2 separate regions of the Capra hircus genome follow, and region 2 is linked to region 1. A link is a contact called in public Hi-C data. All regions are on one chromosome and are shown on one strand. The core of a region is the stretch at or near the end of the contact, and the rest is flanking DNA. Distances in the headings are between cores, read along the strand shown.

The links. A called contact is a pair of places that touch in the nucleus more often than the background predicts.
Region 2: a Hi-C map of blood shows a contact between it and region 1, with 3 times the contacts expected there. The contact joins the promoter of CXCL12 here to the enhancer-like site in region 1. A contact is called at or near these places in 2 of 5 Hi-C or Micro-C datasets (blood and liver).

The regions. Positions count from the first base shown.
Region 1 is chr28:243,768-249,492 of ARS1.2, reverse strand. No RefSeq gene overlaps it. Among named protein-coding and RNA genes, the nearest start is that of ZNF32, 27 kb to the right of the region's middle. Within about 2 kb of position 2,127, at least 1 of the 5 cell types and tissues checked has an H3K27ac peak or open chromatin away from gene starts, as enhancers often do.
Region 2 is chr28:849,288-855,012 of ARS1.2, reverse strand. CXCL12 (stromal cell-derived factor 1) reads left to right here and starts at 3,040. Exons shown (of 4, transcript XM_018042299.1): 1 at 3,040-3,201. The coding sequence starts at 3,141. LOC108634142 (a long non-coding RNA gene) reads right to left here and starts at 4,170. Exons shown (of 2, transcript XR_001917394.1): 1 at 3,829-4,170.

The DNA of each region.
Region 1 (5,725 bases), core at 878-3,377:
TCATTGTCACATCTGTTCAGTGGCATCTATTTACTTTTTCAAGCACTTGTGCTCAGTGGTGGCTCTCAGCTTCTCAAAAACGTTTTGTCTGGCATCTATCTGGGACGTCACAAAGTTACTTTTTTTCCACTTTAGTTACAGGGTGAATAATGTTAAAACAGATTTTTGTTGTTGTTGTTGAACTATCCTTGCATGCCTTGAACAAACCAGTCTTCATCAGAACGCACTATTCTTTCTTTGTTTGGATCTTTGTGGCTCCATGGACTGTACCTCACCAGGCTATTCTTCATTGTTTGATTGGTTAATATTTCAAATGTGACTTTTCATCCTTGGTTATGAGTGATATTAACCTATACATTTCCCTTTTAATGCTATTCTTTAATCTAATGTAGGATGAGGGTTATGTTCACTGTTTAGAAAAAGATGAGGACTGTTTCATCTTTGGGTTCTGGAACAGATTAAATAATAGAAATTATCAATCTATTCACTATCTTTGAAAGATAGTGACTACTTCAGCAGTATATATTTTGGATCACTTTTTACATTTCTCCCCTAGTTTGGGGAAATGTCTGTACCCTTCTTAAATCAAATTTAGAAATTTAATTTCCCAGAATTTGTTCTTTTCATCTAGATTGTTTAAAAGCTTTTATAAAGGATTTCTTCTTCTTCTTCTTCTTTTTAATTTTGACTATGCTTCCCAACTTATGGGATCTTAGTTCCCTGACCAGGGACCAAACCCATGCCCCCTAAAGTGGAAGCACGGTGTCCTAACCACTGGTCCACCAAGGAATTCCCATGGATTTCTTCTTTTTAAAATTTCTTAACTTTCACGAAGCACACTGAGTTTCTCAATCTTCACTGTTGATATTTGTCTTCTCTTTTTCTCTTGACTACTGTCAAGAGGTTGGCCTGTTTTGGTATTTTCAAAGAATCATCTTTTTTTCTTTCATTTCTCTTCATTAATTTGTACTTTCTGTGTTTGATTAGTCCTTCCCACTGCTTTTATTTATTTTGTTAAGTTTGGCTTTTTGTTTTTGTTTTTTACTTTCTTGACTTTTTGCCTTATTTTTTCTTATCTAATAAATACATTTTAAGGGAGGGGGAATTCCGTGGTGAATCCAATGCTTAAGACTCCACACTTCCATTGCAGGGGACATGGGTTCAATTCCTCATCAGGGAATTAAGATCTCATATCCTTTGTGGTGTATCCAGAGAAAATTTTTTTAATAAAAATAAAAGCAGGAACACTCTTCTTGAGTTACATTTAGACACATCATCTCATGCTGTTGGTAGTTTTCACTTTTAAATACACTCTACTTTCTAATAGACAATTTCTATAGTCGAAAGTTGTTTAGAGGTACAGCCAAAATGCCTGTAGGCCTCCTACAGGCACACCAAATCACAACTATCTATAAAACAACTATTTATGAGGACAAACTGGACTAGCAAAAAAGATTTCCACAATTAAAAATATAAAAAAGCAACCAGAACTAGATTGAGTAAGTGGGTAGAGACATAGTTTAGTCAAGAATCCTTCCCCTGGGTCAGTGATCCACATATGGGAGATAATCACAATTGCACAGGTTCTCTCCAAGTAGTGAGGAGTCTAAGCCCCACATCAGGGTCCCCAAGCTTTGGGCCTCCTGCACCAGGAAGACAAGCCCCAGAATGTCCAGCTTTGAAGGCCCACAGCGCTTGTATATATGAGCCAGAGGACTATAGGAGACAGACTCTGCTCCTAAAGGGAACACAAAAACACTCACCCACCAAATCCCAGTGCAGAGGCAGTAATTTAAAAGGCGCTCAGCTCAGATCCACTTGCTGATCTTGGAAAGCCTCACAAAGGCAGGCGGCAACTGGGACACCCCCTGTGGACAGATGATGGCAGCCATTTGGGGGAACTCATTTTACCATGAAGACACTGGTGTTGACAAGGAAATTTCTGGAGTCTCCCCACTAGCCTATAGCATCAGAGGGCCAGCACCAGTCCCAAAACCCCCAGGCCAAGCAGCTAGCCTTTCAGAGACCTGACCCCTTCTACCACTGGGCCAGCACCAGCCCAGGGACCCCCACAACCTCTGCAGCCAGCCACCCAAGAACTGGTCCCACTCACCAGCAGGCTGGCACTAGCCTGGGGCCCCTCAAAACCCACAGCCAACCCTGGGACAAGGAGCCTTCCACCAGTGGACCAGCACCAGACCCAGGATCCCCCTGGCCCTGCAGCAAGCCCACACAGGGGAAACTGCTAGAGAATATAGTGCTGGTGACCAGAATAGAGAATGCTGCTGGGGCCCCTAAGAAGTCTCCTGGGTGTGGGGGAAGAGCCAAGAGGAAGGAGGTATACATAAACATATCACTGATTCACTTTGTTTTACAGCAGAGACTAACACAACATTGTAAAGCATTTATACTCCAATTTAAAAGAATAAAGAGGGATTCCCAGGTGGCACCAGTGGTAAAGAACCTGCCCGCTAATGCAGGAGATGCAAGAGCCATGGGTTCAATCCCTGGGTCGGGAAGACCCCCTGGAGTAGGAAATGGAAACTTACTCCAGTGTTCTTGCCTGGAAAATTCCATGGACAGAGGAGCCTGGTGGGCTACAGTCCTGAAGCCACAAAGATCTAAACAAGGCCACTTCTGCAAGATCGAGAAACATAACCAACCCACCTACCATACAATAATAAACCCAGAGAATTAGGCGAAATGAGGCTACAGAGGAATATGTTCCAAAGGAAGAAACAAGATAAAATCTCAGAAGAAGAACTAAGAGAAGTGGAGATAAGAAATATACCCATAAAAAGTTCAAAGTAATGATCATAAAGATGCTCAGCAAACTTGGGAGAAAAATAGATGAACAGAGAGAAGCTTAACAAAGAGTTACAAAATAGAAAGAAGAACCAAAAAAGAGCTGATGAATACAATACTGAAATCAAAAATACACAAGAAGTTTTACTAAGATGATATGGAGAAATAAATCATCAAACTGGAATACAGAGTGGTGGAAATCACTAAAGCAGAACAGAAAGAAGAAAAAGAAATCGTTTTAGAAAATGAAGACTGTTTAAGAGACCTCTGGGACAACATCAAGCATACTAATATTTACATTATAAGGTCCCAGAAGGAGAAGGGAGAAAGAGGCAGAGAACTTATCTGAAGAAATAATAACTAAAAAAAAAATCCCATAATCTGGAAATGAGAACAGACATCCAGGTCTGGTAAGCACAGAGAGTTCCAAACAAGATAAACCCAAAGAGATCCTCACAAAGACGTATAATAATTAAAATGGCAAGAATTAAAGATAAAGAGAGCCCCTTAAAAGGAGCAAGAGGAAAGCAACTAGTTACATACAAAGGAATTCACATAAAACTGTTCTCGAATACAGCAAAAACATTGCAGGACAGAAGGGAGTGGACCAATACATCCAAATTGATGAAAGGAAAAACCTACAATCAAGAATACTCTACCCAGCAAGGCTTTCATTCAGATTTGAAGGAGACAGAAAGAGTTTAACAGGCAAGAAAAGACCAAAAACACTCAGCACCGCTAACTCAACTTAACAAAAAATGTTAAAGGGACTCCACTAAATAGAAAAAAATAGACCACAACTAACAATATAACAATTACAAAATAAAAAATGTTACTGGTAAAGGCAAACATAGGGTAAAGGCAGTAGGAAAACCACTTGAACATTAGGATAAGACAAAAGACAGAAGTAGTGAGATCATCTATGCAGTAATTAAGGGACACACAAAACCCAGAAATGAACCCACACTTACACGGTCAATTTATGACGAAAGAGCAAGAATATACAATGGGGAAAAGACAGCCTCTTCAAGAAGTGGTATTGGGAAAACCAGACAGCACACGCAAAAGAACCAAAGCGGACTACTCTCCCACCCCACCTGCAAAGACAAGCTCGGAATGAACTAGAGACTTGCTAAGCGCAAGGTCTGAGACCATAGAACTTCTAGAAGAAAACGTAGGTAATGCACTCTTTGGCACCTCTTAGCAATTTTTTTTTTTTGACATGTCTCCTCAGGCAAGGGAAACACAAGGAAAAATAAACAAATGGGCCATATCAAACGTTTGTACAGTAACATCTTACCAACAACAAAATGTGTTGATAAATAAAGAACATGGTATTGAAAAAGAATATGTATCTTGTTTATTAACTATTAGAGCACATCAATTATATTAATTGAATTATTCAAATTATTTGACTTCTAACATATTTGTTTTCACTATCCTGGCAATTTCCTGAAAGATATGCAAAAACACTCATAAGTAATGCATCTTAGCAGGTTTTTTAACTTTTATAATATGAACAACAGCCCCAATAACTATAAAAATGCAAAGAAGTTAAATAAGATGGATATATAGATGTATAGCAGAAAGATGGATAGGTATTTAATAAAGCAAGTAAAACAAAATGTTCACTGTAGACTCTTGATAGTTGCATATTCAAGTGCTCACTGTAGAATTCTTTCAACTTTTCTGTTTGAATATTTTCATAGTAAAATGTTCAAGAGAAACAAAATTTTAAAACCAACTTCACAGATGTGTACTTTAAGAATGTCCACCAACTAAAGAGCTCAAATCAAGTTAACTTGTCTTCATCATCCACAGGTATTATGGAATGAAATTGATACAAGAAAATGTAACACCACTGTCTTACATATAAACACTCAAACTTAAAATCTAGCTAGACCTTTTCAGGGGTGGCAGCGAGCACAGACAGAGTGCCATGACACAATTCAAGGCGGGGCCATGCCTGCCTGACTCCCAGACTCCGCAGGCCGCTTTTCTATCTCGGGCGCATGAAAATTTCTGTGCCTGAGCACGATGTTGCCAAGTCCACCTCTGGTACTTTGTGTCTCAGCTGAGGAAGATGAGGTCCTCAGGGGAAATGGTCTACTGCGGACAGGGAAATCGCCGCTGCTGGTGAAGAACTTTGGCATCTGGCTGCGCTATGACCTGATCACAGCTGGAACCGGACCCCCTGCACACGGGGCACCATGCCCAGGCCCACTCAATCCAGATCATGAAGGTGGAGGAGGTCGCAGCCAGCAAGTGCCAGAGACCAGCAGTTCCACGGCTGCCGGGATCAAGTTCCTGCTGCCCCACCCATCAGCAACACAAGCCAGGCTTCACCCCCAAGAGGCTAACCTTCTCTTAGGTGCAGCCCTTCTCTGTCCCTAGGTCGGTCCAAATAAAACTGACTGGGAAAACCGAAAAATAAAATAAAATCCAGCTGGAATGGTATCAGCAATCAACACTTATTTAACCTTTACTCTGTGCCAGAACATGTATTGTCCCATTTTTATCTTCAGGACAGCCCTATGAGGCAATAACTAATATGACCATTTTATAGGTGAGAAAACTGAGGCTCCTAAAAGTGAAGGAGGCTTTCTAAGTCTGGACAGCCTCTCATGGGCAAAGTCAGAATTCATGCTCAGATCCACGTGACCCTAACTAACAGTGGTCAGCCATAAGACTCTGCAGACCTGCTGTGTCAACTCAGTGGCCACTATTACAAGCAGCTGCTGAGCACCAAAAGTGAAGGAAGTCTGAACTGAGATGTGCTCAGAGTATAAAAAGACACATCAAATTTCTAAAACTCAAAACAGAAAAAAAGAAAAGAAAATATTTCTGATCATTTTTAATGTTGTGTGTTGAATCAGTATTTTGTACATATTGAGTTAAATAAAATATATTTTTAATTAAT
Region 2 (5,725 bases), core at 1,791-4,290, 600 kb before region 1:
CCTATACCACTGACTGCTTTGCTAGTTTAAATCTATTTTTTAAACTTAAATCATATATTTTAAAATGAAATGTCTTGAGCAGTATCTGAAATGCCTGCTTTAAGGTGCTAGTCATACTTTTTTCTTATCACTTTAAAAATAAATATATAAATCCATGGTTTTTAAAATAATGTTTCAGAGTACTACCTAAAGTCACCTTGATGGTTTCACACTGGGAAACAATGATTGGGTGCCAACCTTCAACCCTGTGCTAAGGTCGTCCCCCCAAAACCCTGCCACTGAATTCTGAAGGTATGAACAGCCCCGGCTGGGCAGAGAGCCACAGGGAGGCTCTAGACCCACCAGGGGTCCAGAGCCCATAGCCTTGGAGATATATCTGTCTGTTAACTCAGCAGCCAGACCCCTGGCTCTTCTAACCTTGAACTCCTCTTGACTGGGGTGTCCTTGAGGAGCTGAGCTCTGAGTGCTGAGTGTGCGTGAGGTCTCACAGGGAAGGCGGCATTGCTTTGGGCCTTGATAGGAAACCGAGTTTCCCAGCAGAGAAAGAAGGCGGAGCCTTTTATGCAGAGATGGCGTCATAAGCAAAGGACAGAGAAAGGGCGGTGTGCCCTGCTGCCTTGACTTTGGGAGGCTTCCCTGGGACAAAGCACAGAGCCCAGGCTAAAAGGGCAGACAGTCTGACGTCCCTGGTCCCAGAGTGTTGGCTTGCACAGAGGTTTAAATTTAAATAGCTTGCCAGCTTACAAACTGGACGTTTTACAGACCCTTGGCTTCCCTACTTAAAAGTCTAATCACTCCCCTTCCTCCTGGTTCACTCTTTCCCTTGATGATTTTCTATAGATAATGGGCGCAGGTACTTAGCTGAAGCGCCCATTTTCTTCCCCCCACCTCCCAGGACGTAAGCTCCAGGAGGGCAGGGGTTTGGGTTGTTTCCTTTGTTTGTGCTTGCTTTACTAACATATTTCAAACACTTATTCGTGTCTGGAACATAGGTGCTCAGGAAGAACTGTACTGAATTAACAGAGGAAGTGAAGGGTCAGTGACGTCTGTCCACACTGATGCCTGTTCTGGGATAGCGGGAAGCGGCCAAGCAGAAGGCCCTAGTTTCCCACCAGTCCACGCGGATCCCTCCCAGTGACTCCCTTAAACTCTGGGAGCAGCTATCGATTTTGTGACAAAAAGGAAACAAGCAAGAGGTTTTTACATTGGCTTTGGCCGGTGTTGCAGGTAAAACTCTACCCGCGCATCTCCCGCCGGGCTCTAGGTTCCATGATGGGCCCCTAGGCCCCCGCCGCCCGATTAAGACTGAGCCTTGTAGCTTCCGCAGTCTGCTCAGGGATCTGGGGCCGGGTCCACTCGGGCACCAGGGGCGTGGGGCAGGGGTAGAGGGGAAACGAGAGTCATCGTCACCAGAGGGCGCCCGAGCTCGGCCGCTGCGCTCTGGCTTGTCCGCAGTCGGCTGGGCTCGGGAACTTGGAGAGTATCCGCTCCAGCTTTCCCGAGAGGAGGCGATGGCCGGCCGGGGGTTGCCCGAGGACTGTATTATCCATTGGACCGGTAATTCTTTAAGGGCAGAGGCCAAAATCAGTGAGAGTCCTGGCTCAACGCCCAGTACCCAGAAGTGAGCTCGTCCGGGAGCGAGTGAACGAATGAATGAACACGGATTCACGGGGCATCAAACTGGGCGCGACAGTAGTTTGGAAAAAACAAAACAAAAGACACCCATCCCCACGACGGGACTCCTGGAGCTCTCGCTGTGTCTTGCTGATTTCTCCTTCCCTTGGCCCCCAGTCTGAGCAATTGAGCCCAGGGCCGGCAGGCCCCGCCCACTCCCCCAAGGCCCGAGATTCGGGGCTCCAGAGACTTGTCCCCACCGAGCAAGCGCCCCTTGGATGGACGCCGGGACAGAGTCCACTCCGCTGTCAGGTTACAAGGGAAAGAGCTGGCCGGGGAGGCGTGTGATCACTAGAGAGGATCAAAAGGGCGCTTTTCTCACCCCCGCGCCTTGCAGACCGCCTGCTTGGACCCCTGTCCACTTCGGGACCTTCTCATGTGTCCACGTTGGGGCGCAGCAGCCTGCTGCGGGGCTGGACACCGCCGAGGGACGACCCTATTGGTATAGTCTCTAAACCAGAAAGAACAACCCCAGGAGCACCGTCCTGGATGTGGGGAGGAGAGGAGAGTTCTCTCATTGTTTCAGGTGGTAAGAACATCCGATGGGAAGAGGGAGAAAATACTGAAGTGTGAACAGTTATTTCTAGATTACATTTCTTGAGTACTGACTATGTATCAGACTGAATGCTGAGCACTTCGCGGTGGTCTCAAGTCAATTCCCACAGTTCCCCTTCGCAGGGTGGAAACTAACCCATTTCGCAAAGGGCTGAATAAATGCATGGTTACTAAAAGCCTCTGGGGCGAACTGGCATTGCTTCCTTTTGACACAGTATTCTATTTTAAAGCGTCAACTTCATACTTTAGGAACCTGAGACCCGGCTAAGACATAAGCGACAGCTTCGGCTTGGAATAAGAGAAGCTCTGATGCAAAGACCAGTTTGGTTCCCGCGGTTCCAGTTTACCCGGCCGCAGCGCAGCAAGCCGAGGCCGGCGGTCACTGCCAGGTCCTACACTCCCCAGATAGGACGCTATTAGCCTACTCAGGCCGCCGCTGGCCTAGCTGGCCCTTACCTCTAGGACCGACCCGTTTGTTTTCCCTCGGTTCTCATTCAGTTCTAGCCTCTGGGACTCAATCTCTCCATCTGCATACTGGGAACAGTTACCAGCCCTGTCTCCAACCCTTCCTGGGCACTGGCTTCCTCCGTGCAGGTCAGATTTCCAAAGCAGGACCCAGCGCAACCGAGAGGTCAAAAACTGGAGCTCTCCGCAGTCCCAGGAGCATCCAGCGCTGGGGCAGGGGTGGGAAGGGAGGGGACAGGGGGAGCGGCCGGCTGGGAGGGGACTCCGGTCCAAGCCCCCTGCCGCCGCCGGGACTCAGCTCCAGGCCCGCCCCTCGCCGCGCGCCCGCCCCGCCCCGCTCTCGCCTCTAAAGCGCCGGGCGCGCGCCTCCCGCTGCCGCACTTTCACTCTCCGCCGCCGCCTCCCCGCCGCGTCCGGCCTCCGTCCGCCCGCCGCCGGCCAGTGCCATGGATGCCAAGGTCTGCGTCGTGCTGGCCCTCGTGCTGACTGCGCTGTGCCTCAGCGACGGTGAGTGCGCCCCGCGACCGAGGCGTGGGCAGGCGCCGGGCTCCGGGCTCGGGGAGGGGCCCCGGCTCTGACGCCCCAGCCCGAGCTGTCCCGAGCGAGCCCAGCCCGCGCCGCTTTGCACCCCGGAGGTTGAGGCAGCCCACCTCGCAGGGCGCACTCCCTCGGCGTACGGCGTTCGAAGTCCCCCCGTGCCCCAAGCGCCCCCCGCTCCGAGGCTTCGCTCTCCGCGACAGGGCTGGGTTCCGGGACCCGGGAGCAGCCGCCCGACCTCGGGCGGGCTGCACAGCGAGTTCGCGCAGGATAGTTGGGTGCGAGCGCGCCCTGGGCGCTTTCGGAGTCGGCGAGCAAGGGCGCAGAGGTGTGGAGCTGACCGGGAGCCGCGGGTCCCTGGCCCTTGACCACCCACCTCCCAGATTAGCGCCTTCCCGAGCGCAGCTGAGTTTCCGGAGGCGAATGGGCTCCGAGGCCCCGCATCGCATCGCACTGGACATGCGATCTGCGGGTCGTGTTGGAGAGAGCGCTTTGCCAAGCGCTGTCTGGCACCGCGACTTGTTTGTGGTGGCGATGCGATCCTGTAAGCTGCGAGGTGTCCTATTCACGCGAGGCCTACCCTCTTTCTGCACCCACCTAAGAGGGGCTCCGCGGGCGTCTCGTTCCGAGCAGCTGTCGAGTTTGAGCCAAACGCCTGGCTGCGCTTCCATACCCGTAGTGCGGTCCGCAGACACGCGGCGAAGCTGGACGCGCACCCAGCCAGTGCCTTCCCTGCCTCTTCCTGGGGTCACCCAAGAGAGACCCAGGCGCCATTCGGGTCATGCATGCTCCTACCCAGTCCCCTAAGCACACCTGCAGACAGGCGGCTTTGTCACCAGCCGGCTGAGCTCTCTACCTCGAAGTGAGCTGAGCGCTGCTGCAAAATTCAATCGCCAGCGCCTTAGGCCACGGGGAAAGGTGGTGTCCCATTTCACTCTGAGAGAGAGAGAGCGTTTTTTCCCTTTTGAGGCTCAAGAGAAAACTCACTGTCCTGTTACAGGACACCACTGCTGCAAACCAAAATAAACCATTGCCTCTGAACACACAAAACAAAACCAAGTCAGCCTGGTCAGGCCCTGCTGGGAGTTCTTGGCTGTGAAGTTTCTAACCAGTCCTGCAGAGAGGGTTGAAGAACACTGAGATCTCCCTGCAGCTGAGGTCAGTTTGGGGGCTCAGACCCTGGAGCAGTCAGTTGGGTTCCCACAGAAGACCACAGGCTGCCTTCTCCATTGCTGGTGACTGACCACCTGGGAAGTGTTCCTTAAAAGTGTAGCAAGTTGCTGGTTAAAGCTACAGTGGGACTGCTCCCAAAGGGAAGTTAGATTGTTTTATTTTGTTTGTTTGTTTTTCTGTAAGGTGAAAAAGTAACCTAGCCTTTTCTTTACACAGTCCTGGCCCCAGGTCACGGGGAACGCTCTGGTTTGAGGGTGTTAACAATTGAGTGGTTTGGCGAAAGTGGAGGTGTTACCATCCAGCTGTTGGAGGAGGAAATGGTGTTTCCTCTGGCTGCCACCTCCCCTAGGGAACTGCAGAAATGACTGGAATGCAGGGACCCAGGTCTTGGAGTTCTGGGCTCAGCTGACCCTGGGGAACACGGAAGGAGTGGAGGCCTCATTCACAGGCTCCTTCTAACTCTGGGAAGTGTTGGTTGCTTGTCCATCTGAGTTGCCCTCTTGGCAGCTGAGTGGCCAGGTCAGGATGGTCATGCCCTCCTTGCATGCCTAGATCGGGAGGCCCTTGGTGACCACCGAGAGGCCGGGTGCTTACGCTGAGTCCCCATGTTTAGGCTCCGACTCTGGCTTCTACCCTCATTCCACTGGCTGACCTCAACCACAAAGCTGGGTCCCTGGATGCCCTGGGCTTCTAGGGGTTAAAGCCAGGCTGGGCCCCCTTCCCAGGCCTGGTTGGAGGGGCTGACTCAGGGGCTCCTGTCTCTGCATTAGTGTGGAAGGATTGCTGTGGAGCAGAACCCAGTTCACCAGATGCCAGCTTCACCAGAAGCCAAGTTTACCCCACTCCTGCCTGGGTAACATCTGAGGCAGTCAGGCCTCTTGCCTGTACATATGCAAAACAGTTGGAAAAGTTAGTAATGTTGGTAAGAAGCTGGCAGGAAGGTCGCCAGGTGGACACAGCACCTAGCTCTCTTGGTGAGAAGACTTGGGGCTCTGTCACTTTAAAAAACCCGTTGAAAGTCTCCACTTGATAGGCAGGCAACTGGGTCCTGGGAGCAAGAATGAAAAATTGCCTTTGAAGGAAATGGATAATCCCAGGGGGGTGGAGAGGGGAGAGGAGAAAAGAGAAAGCTTGTGTTTTGAGCTCAGAATGGGCTCTGATTTCTGGCCTGATCTCACTGCTTGGTTAATGGAGTCCAAGCCGCGTCTGGGGGACAGGGGCGAGGAGCAGCCCGCACCATCCACAGCATCGCCCCGGCAGCCGTCACGCTGTGCACCTTCCAGCTTGATGCTCTGGGACTGGGACCAGTCCTGCCTCACCA